Linked DNA regions of Sus scrofa: region 1 is linked to region 2. The links are chromatin contacts, called in public Hi-C maps. All regions are on one chromosome and are shown on one strand. Each heading gives the region's core, a stretch centred on a gene start, on an enhancer-like site or on the middle of the called end of the contact. The rest is flanking DNA. Distances are from core to core; before and after follow the strand shown.

Region 1 (4,461 bases), core at 1,598-4,097, 33 kb before region 2:
CCCTGGATGTTTAGAATTCCGAGTCCCCTTTGTGGCTCATCGGGTTAAGAACCCAACATAGTGTCCATGAGCAGGCAGGTTGGATCCCTGGCCTCACTCAGTGGGGTAAGGATCCGATGTGGCCGCAAGCTGTGGTGTAGGTCAAAGATGTGGCTTGGAGCCTGCGTTGCTGTGGCTATGGTGTAGGCTGGCAGCTGCAGCTCTGATTAGAACCCTAGCCTGGCCACTTCCATATGCCACAGGTGCAACCATAAAAAAGAAAAAAAAATTCTACCCCTAAAGATTTAAGGCGAAAGAAAGAAAATCTGACATCAAGTTGCCCCATCTCTTTCTCTCTCTCACACACACACACACATAAACAACCTTAAACCAAAACGATGTCAATAAAACTAGGAGATGCTTCTTACTTGTGTGCCTCCTTGAGAAAAAGACTTTGTCATCTTTGCCCCTCTGTTCCCAGCACAGTGCCTGGTCCAGCTGCTGAACCTGAGCTCTTTGCCCACATCCTGGTTTTGTTAGGGCAACAAAAGCAGAAGAAGGCAGAAGAGGAAGGCGGAGTGGGAAAGAAGGGGTGGAGAGTAAAGAGTCCAAGGTAGTTCCTCCAGCCCCCGGAGCTCTCCCGGTTCCCCAGGCAAGAAGACTGGGTTTCGCAGCAGCCTCTGCTAAGCGCCTGGATCTGCTGGCAGAAGAGCAACAGTGGCATCTTCAGGGCAGTGGGACAAACTTGGCTGTGGAAGCAGAGAGAAAGCCCTGCCTTCAGAACATGCTTGGAGGAGACATTAGCCGGTGAGCTTGCCTTTTCTCTACCTGAAATGACAGGTGTGGGCACAAGTGCGGGCCACCTTAAGAAAACCCTGAGGCCCCCCTACCCTAATGGATTATTAATATTCTTCTCTCTTGCTGATTGAGAGATGCCAGCCAAACTCCCACAGAGCTGGAAACTCAGGGAGTGTTGGTCAGTGAGGGCCTCTAGGGCAAGCAACCGACAGTGTCTTGATGTTCAAAAAAGTGACATTTATCAATAAGATATTGGACAGCTCAGAGAATCTCTGGAAAAGGTGGGGAACCAGGCTCAGGGAACAGACAGAAACAAAGGGACGCTAACCTTCAGAACTCAGTCAAAACATGCCTCAGGGCGATTCTGGTGAGGACCGCCTTGTGTTTGCCCAAAGCTGTCACCAGCACCACTGCCAGCACTGGCAGCTGAGCACTGCAGCTGGATTCAATGTCCCTGCTGTCTGTCGAGAGTGGATGTTTGCAGGTGGATGTGGCACCACCAGAATGATGCCTCCACTGCCCCTACTCCTTGTGTCCGACTGGCTGATCCAGCTTAGCAGTAAGGGGAACCGATCTTGCCATACAGCAATGACTTTCTCAAACATGGGAAAGACATTCTGCAGACGGATAAGTGTCCCTACAGAATGGGACTGCAGACTTGCCACCAAGGAGTGCTTTGAGTTTGTAGGAAGTTATGTGACAGAGCAGAAAAGGAATTCAAAATTCTAGGCCTAAGGGCTGATTTTGTCTCATACTAACTATGCGACTTGGGCAGGAATAAATAAGCTTCTCTAGGTTTTCGTCACACATAGAATAACTATTCCTACCTACTTTGCAGCCTGAAGCGTACATCAGATAATTTTGTGGACAGGCTTTGAAATTTACACACACGAGTAAATCTGTCTGTCTCTCTGGGTCCCAGGTTACCCAGCAGCAAAATTCAATCCGTAGACTGAAGGGCTAGTGGGAGGTAAACTAGAATATTAAAGATTGGAATTCTTTGATGTCTGGGACCTGCCTCAAAATAATGGAGGTGGTGGGAGGGAGAGGAAGTGGGTAAGGATGCAGGAGACTGACCATGAGGTAGTGAGTGTAAAACCCAGCTGATGGACCCATTATACCATTCGCTCTGCATTAGGGTGAAATCTTCAATAATACAATTTTTTTTTTTTTTAATGAGGCATCTTGGAAATACTTAGATGAAACAGGCCACACTCTCCAGGTTTCATTCTTACCAAGTCTGTGTTAGGCATCCTCCCCACCCCAAGATATTGTTTTCCTTAGTATTTTGGTCCTTTCCTCAGCTGCCCACTACCCTTCTACCCGGACCGGTGCTGATTAATGTAAGGTTACACAAGGGAAAACATCTTTGGTATAACACTGGTTGAAAGAAAAAACGGCACCCCCAAATAATTAACCAACAACCAAAGAACACCAGAAGCAAGGGAGCGAGCACACACAGCGCCGGTAAGGAGCAGCCTGTCCCTGTGCTCGGGCCTGGTCCAGAGCAACTGGGAAGTTATCTTCAACGAACAAAAATGAACTCACACTTCTCTTTTCCTGCCACTGCATTTGCTTGATGACCACAGAATATAATGAATAACAAGGATGCCGCACAAGGCAGTGAAGGGTTCAAGCTGCTGCCCCAGCTTTGATCCAGCACCTACTATCAGCTATGTGTGCCCACTTGGCTCCCAGCTGGCCAGGACACAGGGGCGGCCGAGGGATTCCAAGGGGAGAGGGACAGGCCGAGGGTGCAATCCCATCATCGTAAAGACCCCTGCCCGGGGACCGCGACGGACCAGTAAGGCACAGGAGCATCACGAGGAGGCGGTACACCGCGGACGCTGGATGATAATTAACTCCGAAGTGGAGATGCTCCACCTGCCCTGGGAGGGGCTTGAGATTCGCGAGGGGTTGGACCAGCAGACATACCGCCAGCCACAGTGATCTTACAACCACACAGTCTCTCTTTAAAAAAATGCCGCCCATCGCCAGGCCCGCCCCTCGGCCATCCGGATACGCCCCAAACAACTATGGCCGCAGCGGGGCGGAAGCACTTCCGCCCCCGACCAAGATGGCCGCAGGGGCGGGACGGCTGAGCGGAAGTGCCCCGTTGGGCGGCTGACCGGTCCGTCATGGCGGCCGCGGCCGCTTCCCCTGCTCTGAAGCGGCTGGATCTGCGCGACCCCGCGGCGCTTTTCGAGACCCATGGAGCGGAGGAGATCCGCGGGCTGGAGCGCCAGGTTCGGGCCGAGATTGAGCACAAGAAGGAGGAGCTGCGGCAGATGGTGGGGGAGCGGTACCGTGACCTGATTGAGGCGGCCGACACCATCGGCCAGATGCGCCGCTGCGCCGAGGGGCTGGTGGACGCCGTGAAGGCCACCGACCAGTACTGCGCCCGCCTCCGCCAGGCCGGCTCGGCCGCGCCCCGGCCGCCGCGGGACCCGCAGGTCAGCCCCGGGCCCCCGCCCCCAGCCCGGCCGCTCCTGCTCACGTGGGCCGGCCCGCGTCCCCCGGCGGGGCCTCACCTGCCGTAGGAAGAGCCTCCGCCGCTCTCTGCGCTCCCTCCTCGGGGGACGACGGCCGCTGTCCCTTCCTTGCGGCTGCCCGGTTCTCCAAAATCCCTCGGCCGTTTCTTCAGGCGCCTTCCCGGGCTTCCGGGCCTTGCGTTCCGCACCTCACTGGTGGGGTCACTGAGTTTTTCCTGCCAGCTTTGCATGGAAACGCCAGGGGTCTCTCGCTAGACAGTTCGACTCGTTCCTTATATCGCATTTCCCAACATTATAACTAGAACAGAGTTCTCCCCTAGGCTGACGCCTTCCCCCCAGGCCGTTCCTTCCTCCTCCCAGTCTCCCCCTCCCGCCCCCACCGCGCCCCCACCCCGATCCCGCTCCCGGGAATAACCTCCATAGCCCTTTCCACCTGTTGTTGGAAGATAGTACCCAACTATCAAGCTCTCTTTTTTTTTTTTTTTTTTTTTATGGCAAACTCTCATCTTTTCAAGAGAGGAACGTTTTCATTTTAAGAAACTAAGTTTATTTTAATTCGTGTTTTTCCTCCAAACACTAATGATTAGACCCACTGTCCAAGGACGCTAATCCTAATAATGCCTTTTGTGTTGCTGAAGAATGTTGACTTAGGGGTGGCAAAGGGAAAGGGCGCAGAGGGTGAGAAAGGTAAGGAAGGAATTTGTTCTGAAGCCATACAGCCATGTGGAAGGAAAAAAATTGCAGAGTGCAACTTAGCTCCAGTTTGGAACTTTTTAATACAGCCTGGGTTTTAGAAGAATCCAGATCATTAAGCCGGGCTAACGCGATAGAACCAGAGGAAACTAGAAATTCTTTGCTAATTTTTGAAATGAGAGATTTTATCCCTCCCTAGACTGTGCATTTAGTGCATTAGGTTCCCAGCCTTTGCTATAACTCAGGCATGCTTAAGGGTTTTATTAAAAAATTAATTTGTACTATGCTTATCTTGAAAAACATTTATTTTTATTGCTGTTCAATCTGACTTATTCTCAGTCACAAAAATTTGGGTGCCTTCTGTGTTCAAGGCACAGAGAATCAGAAGTCCCCTATCCCTGCTATACAGGATCTTACAATCTAGTTGAGGAGTTAAATCCTCGGAAAGTTGATTTTAAAAAAGGTAAATAATTTATAGAGTAGCAGAAGAAAGCATTTT
Region 2 (4,130 bases), core at 100-2,599:
TAAGAAAAGATCCAGGGTCCTCTACCAAGGCAGTCTTATCTCATTCACTCAAGCCTCGCTGAGACTATTACGGAATACAAGAAAGAGCAGTGAACCTGGACAAAACCAGGTAAATTTACTGAGCGCTCTAAATATGTTTCCTCATCAGAAAAAATTAAAGATTGGACTTGGTGATCTATAGTTTTTATTTCAAACTTCACGATGACGGATTTTTCTGATTTAATTAAAGCTGATCGTTTTCATTCTGAGATCCAACGCCAACTCTCTCCTCCCCACCTCCAGAAAAAAAAAGGAAAAGAAATCACAGCTGGGCCCAGACTCTCCTCAGTACGTGTCAGGCAATCAAAACACCCCCTAGGCTAAGACTCAGGTTCAGGCTCGGAGAAGTAGTGGTGCGTTATGAAATAATCCCACCTCCCGCCTTCTGAGTAAAAAAAAAACGGCTCCGCATCCAAACAGTTTAGAATCCTGACAGTTCTTAATGGTACAGCCGAGAGAATCCACAAGCCACTTTGGTTATCCGCCTTTCTGTGTTCAAAACCGTCCAGGGCACCAGTTCTTCGATCTAACCTAATCCTTCCCTGCTGCAGGGTTAAACCCAATCCTTCTTTCTGACCTTGGGGAGACGGCAGTTCCCCGCCCCGTCCCCTCACAGACGCCCTAAAGGCTCCCTCTCGAAGATCAGACGTTCCTCCCATCCCCCCACCCGCCTAAATTTAGGACAGGGAAGCTTTAAGGCTCTCTCCTCCAGGACCTACAAGACTTCATTCCAAATAGGGAAAGACAGGAAGAAATAAGATGGGATCGGGAGGAAACCTGGGGCCTGGGGACTCACTCCTTTAGCACCTTCAGGGACCAGGTACCTGATCACCCGCACATCCCTCTCCCCTCCTCCCCGAACTGCAGCCCACCCAGAGGGAGACCCGCAGGGCCCACGCTTGCTCGGACCCCCTACTTCGCGCGCCCGCTCGGATCCATCCCCCAAGACACAGCATCGGGCGAGAGGCTGGAAAGAAAGCGGGTCCCCTGCGGTCTTACCTGGGGCGGAGACGCTCGCTCATGGCAGCCGGTGGAGGCGAGCGACGCGGCGCCGCGCCACGAGAAGAGGGAACTGAGGGTGTTGTGTTTCGGCGGCCGCCACGCCCACCCCCTCGGGCCTTAGCTCTCGCCGCGGCTCTGGTGGATGCTGCCGGCGGTGAGTACCCCTCGGTGGGACCCGTACCACCGCTACTTCCGGCGTCTGCTCCGCGCCCCCCCATGTCGCAGCCGCCGTGGTACCGCCCTCCTGCGGCTGCGCAGAGGCGCGAGCCCGACCGCGCCGACCGGTAACCCCGCCCACCGGAAAAGGCGGTCTCGTAGGGGGCGGGCCGACAAGAGCTTCTGGGAGAGAAGACCTCATTAGAGGTGGCCTGAGCTTTCGCCTGTTTTCGGCCGAGGAGGGACAGACTCAAAGTCAAGCCAGTTTCAAATTAAATTAAACTATATCATAATAATATGATACAAGTATTCGAGTTAAATTTCTGTGAGATAACAATTAAGAAAAATAGTTGAGAAGCATCAGGCAGCGGTGCGGGCGGCCTGCCCCGGGTCCCAGGACTGGGAGTTGGGAAGGGGCTCGTGGGCTGCGCCGGGGCCTTGGCGCGGGGGCCTTCTGGTCTCGTTGAGCTTGCGAGGTGAGGCGCTGTACGGGGGAGGAGAGGCGGCCCAGGGTATTTCCCATGGCCCCCGCCGCAGGTCTGGGGGCTACTTTTGTGGATAGAAGTCGGTCGGGTGGCTGACAGGGCGGGGGGCTTTCGGGAGCCGAAGGTTCAGCCCCACTTGGCGTCCCAGCGGCTCCGGCGCCTCTGGCTGGGGGCCTTCGGGAAGGCCGGCTCCGGCCGGGAGGTGCCCGGCGGTCCCGCCCACTCTTCTAGAAGTAGCAGAACCGCTTTCCTGAAAAAGGGAGCGGGCAGAAGGGCGCGCAGGTAGGGCGGCTGGGGGCGGAAAAGTCCTCTGGAGAGCTTAGGTGGTGAGGGCGAAGATGAGCATAATTGAAAGATCCGCCCTGCGTCCGGGAGGCTGCTGAAGTTTTTATTCTCTGCTTTCTGGAACCCCGAGGTAGAACTCCCCTTCTGAGAACTCACTGATTTTTTTTTATTATTATTATCATAGTTGATTTACAGTGTTCTGTCAAATTTTGCTGTATAGAGGACTCATTTACTTGGTCACAGTTATTCCTTGTGTGTGCTGTCGAGTTACTTCCCTGATTGTGTCTTCCAGAGGCTGGCATTAAAAATTGAGGTTCGTTCTTCCCAACTCAAGAATGGTGACGGTGAGGCCTGCAGATCCAGGAGAAACAGCAAAATTAGCGTCTTTCTAGAAAAGTGTTGGTAAGAAACCAGTTAATGTAATAGGAACCACCTTTGTATCCTGTTACAGGTTAATCACTAAAGGGATGTTGCAGGTAGACTTAAATTATGCATAATGGCCCCTCTCGGACCTCTGCCTCCCAGGTAGTCAGCATTAATCCAAAATACCTTTGCTTAGCTCCCAGGAAATATCCTGACCAGGCCCACCTGTGTGATGGCCGGAAGGAAGAATTTAGCACATTCCCTCTGGAGGCTGAAACCTAGAAATGTTTGGCTTGTCTCCCTCCCTTTTTACTATAAAAGAAGCTTGAATTCTTAACTCAGGCAAGCTGGTTCTTTGGGACACTGGTCCACCATCTTCTCAGTCGGCCAACTTTCTGCGTGTTGTTGCACTTCTTTACCCCGAAAGCTCACCCCTCAATTTACTGGCCTGTCTTGCAGTGAGCAGAACCAAGTTGGGCTCAGTACCACATTTTGGCACAGCCAGCCAGGAACCTGCTGCTCATGGCCAGCCAGCCTGGTTTGGGGAATTTTCGGGTAAGGTTCTAGCTGCTGCCCAGACTACTTGTCCTGACCATTTGCCCTTCAGAAGTCCCCGAAACAGCACTGTTGGCTCCAGGGCTTGGCAGGTGGAGGAATCAACACTTGGGGGCCGACGGGGCTCCATACAGGTAGGGTAAGTCGCTCCAGGGTGTACAGTTGGAAGTTACTTCCTCTCCTTTTGGAGCTTTTGCTCCAGAATAAGCCAGTTTTGTATTTGAGTGGGGTACCCTGTTGGAGAGAGGAAAGAGTTGTTGAACGTTTACCCAACATGTGAACCAGTTCATTTGCTTCTTTGGATGCTAGCATTTGTATGTGCTGTTTGTGGGTTTTGTCTGTTTTTATTAGTATTTTTTGGCCACACCTGCGGCATGCAGAAGTTCTGGGCCAGCAATCAAACCCTCGCCGCAGCAGTGACAATGCCAGATCCTTAACCAGCTAGGCTACGAGGGCACTCCCGTTTGTGTTCTGTCTTGCGTTTTTGTCTTTTAAAGATGGGGAGTGTTTCAGGGTTCCCATCGTGGCGCAGCGGAAACGAATCTGACTAGGAACCATGAGGTTGTGGGTTCTATCCCTGGCCTTGCTCAGTGGGTCAGGGATCCGGTGTTGCCGTGAGCTGTGGTGTAGGTCGCAGACGCAGCTCGGATCTGGCGTTGATGTGGCTCTGGTGTAGGCCGGCGGCTACAGCTCCATTCGACTCCTAGCCTGGGACCCTCCATATGCTGCAGGTGCAGCTCAAAAAAAAATAAATAAAATAAAAATGGGGAGTGTTTCAACTATAACAACATGCGGCCACAGCACCTGTTTTGATCCCCACAAGGGGTTTCTCAGCAGAGTGATCTCAGGTCCCTGGGCAACTTGTAACTGCTACGCTTCCCATGTTAATTACAGTTTGTGGTCACCTGTGTCCTTGGAATGTCTGAAACCCCAAGACAAGACTTGAGGTTTATTTAGGATTTTCTGTTTGTCCTTTGATGTACTCATCTGGAACCCTTTCTCCATTTACAGACAAATCAGTGTTACGATATTTAAAACTTTTACTGATGTTAATCAGAGGAAAGGAGTGGGGGTGGGAGGAAGCTTGTCTGTTCTCATCCAAGAGTAGGACATTCCCAGGGAGAAGAGGAGGGTTCCACTTGGTTCCTAAAATTGCCAAAGCCTCAGCCCAGAGTTCAGCCCGGTTGATTGATGCCAAGGCAAAAAAGTATTCTTTTAATGGTAAGAGATGATTAGCTGCTGCTA

The links. Hi-C and Micro-C count contacts between places; a contact is called where the count stands out from the background.
Region 1: a Hi-C map of liver shows a contact between it and region 2, with 6 times the contacts expected there. The contact joins the promoter of COG1 here to the promoter of FAM104A in region 2. A contact is called at or near these places in 1 of 5 promoter capture datasets (liver), 12 of 47 Hi-C or Micro-C datasets (alveolar macrophages, blood, brain and 5 more) and 2 of 2 datasets of contacts at active chromatin or transcription factors (alveolar macrophages and skeletal muscle).

Annotation. Positions count from the first base shown.
Region 1 is chr12:7,758,925-7,763,385 of Sscrofa11.1, reverse strand. It overlaps COG1 (conserved oligomeric Golgi complex subunit 1), which reads left to right and starts at 2,847. Exons shown (of 14, transcript XM_003131245.4): 1 at 2,847-3,230. The coding sequence starts at 2,916. SLC39A11 (zinc transporter ZIP11) reads right to left here and starts at 3,654. Exons shown (of 10, transcript XM_021066702.1): 1 at 3,309-3,654.
Region 2 is chr12:7,724,955-7,729,084 of Sscrofa11.1, reverse strand. It overlaps FAM104A (protein FAM104A), which reads right to left and starts at 1,349. Exons shown (of 3, transcript XM_003131246.4): 1 at 1,039-1,349. The coding sequence starts at 1,259. C12H17orf80 reads left to right here and starts at 1,414. Exons shown (of 8, transcript XR_001299773.2): 1 at 1,414-1,673; 2 at 2,260-2,369; 3 at 2,790-2,885.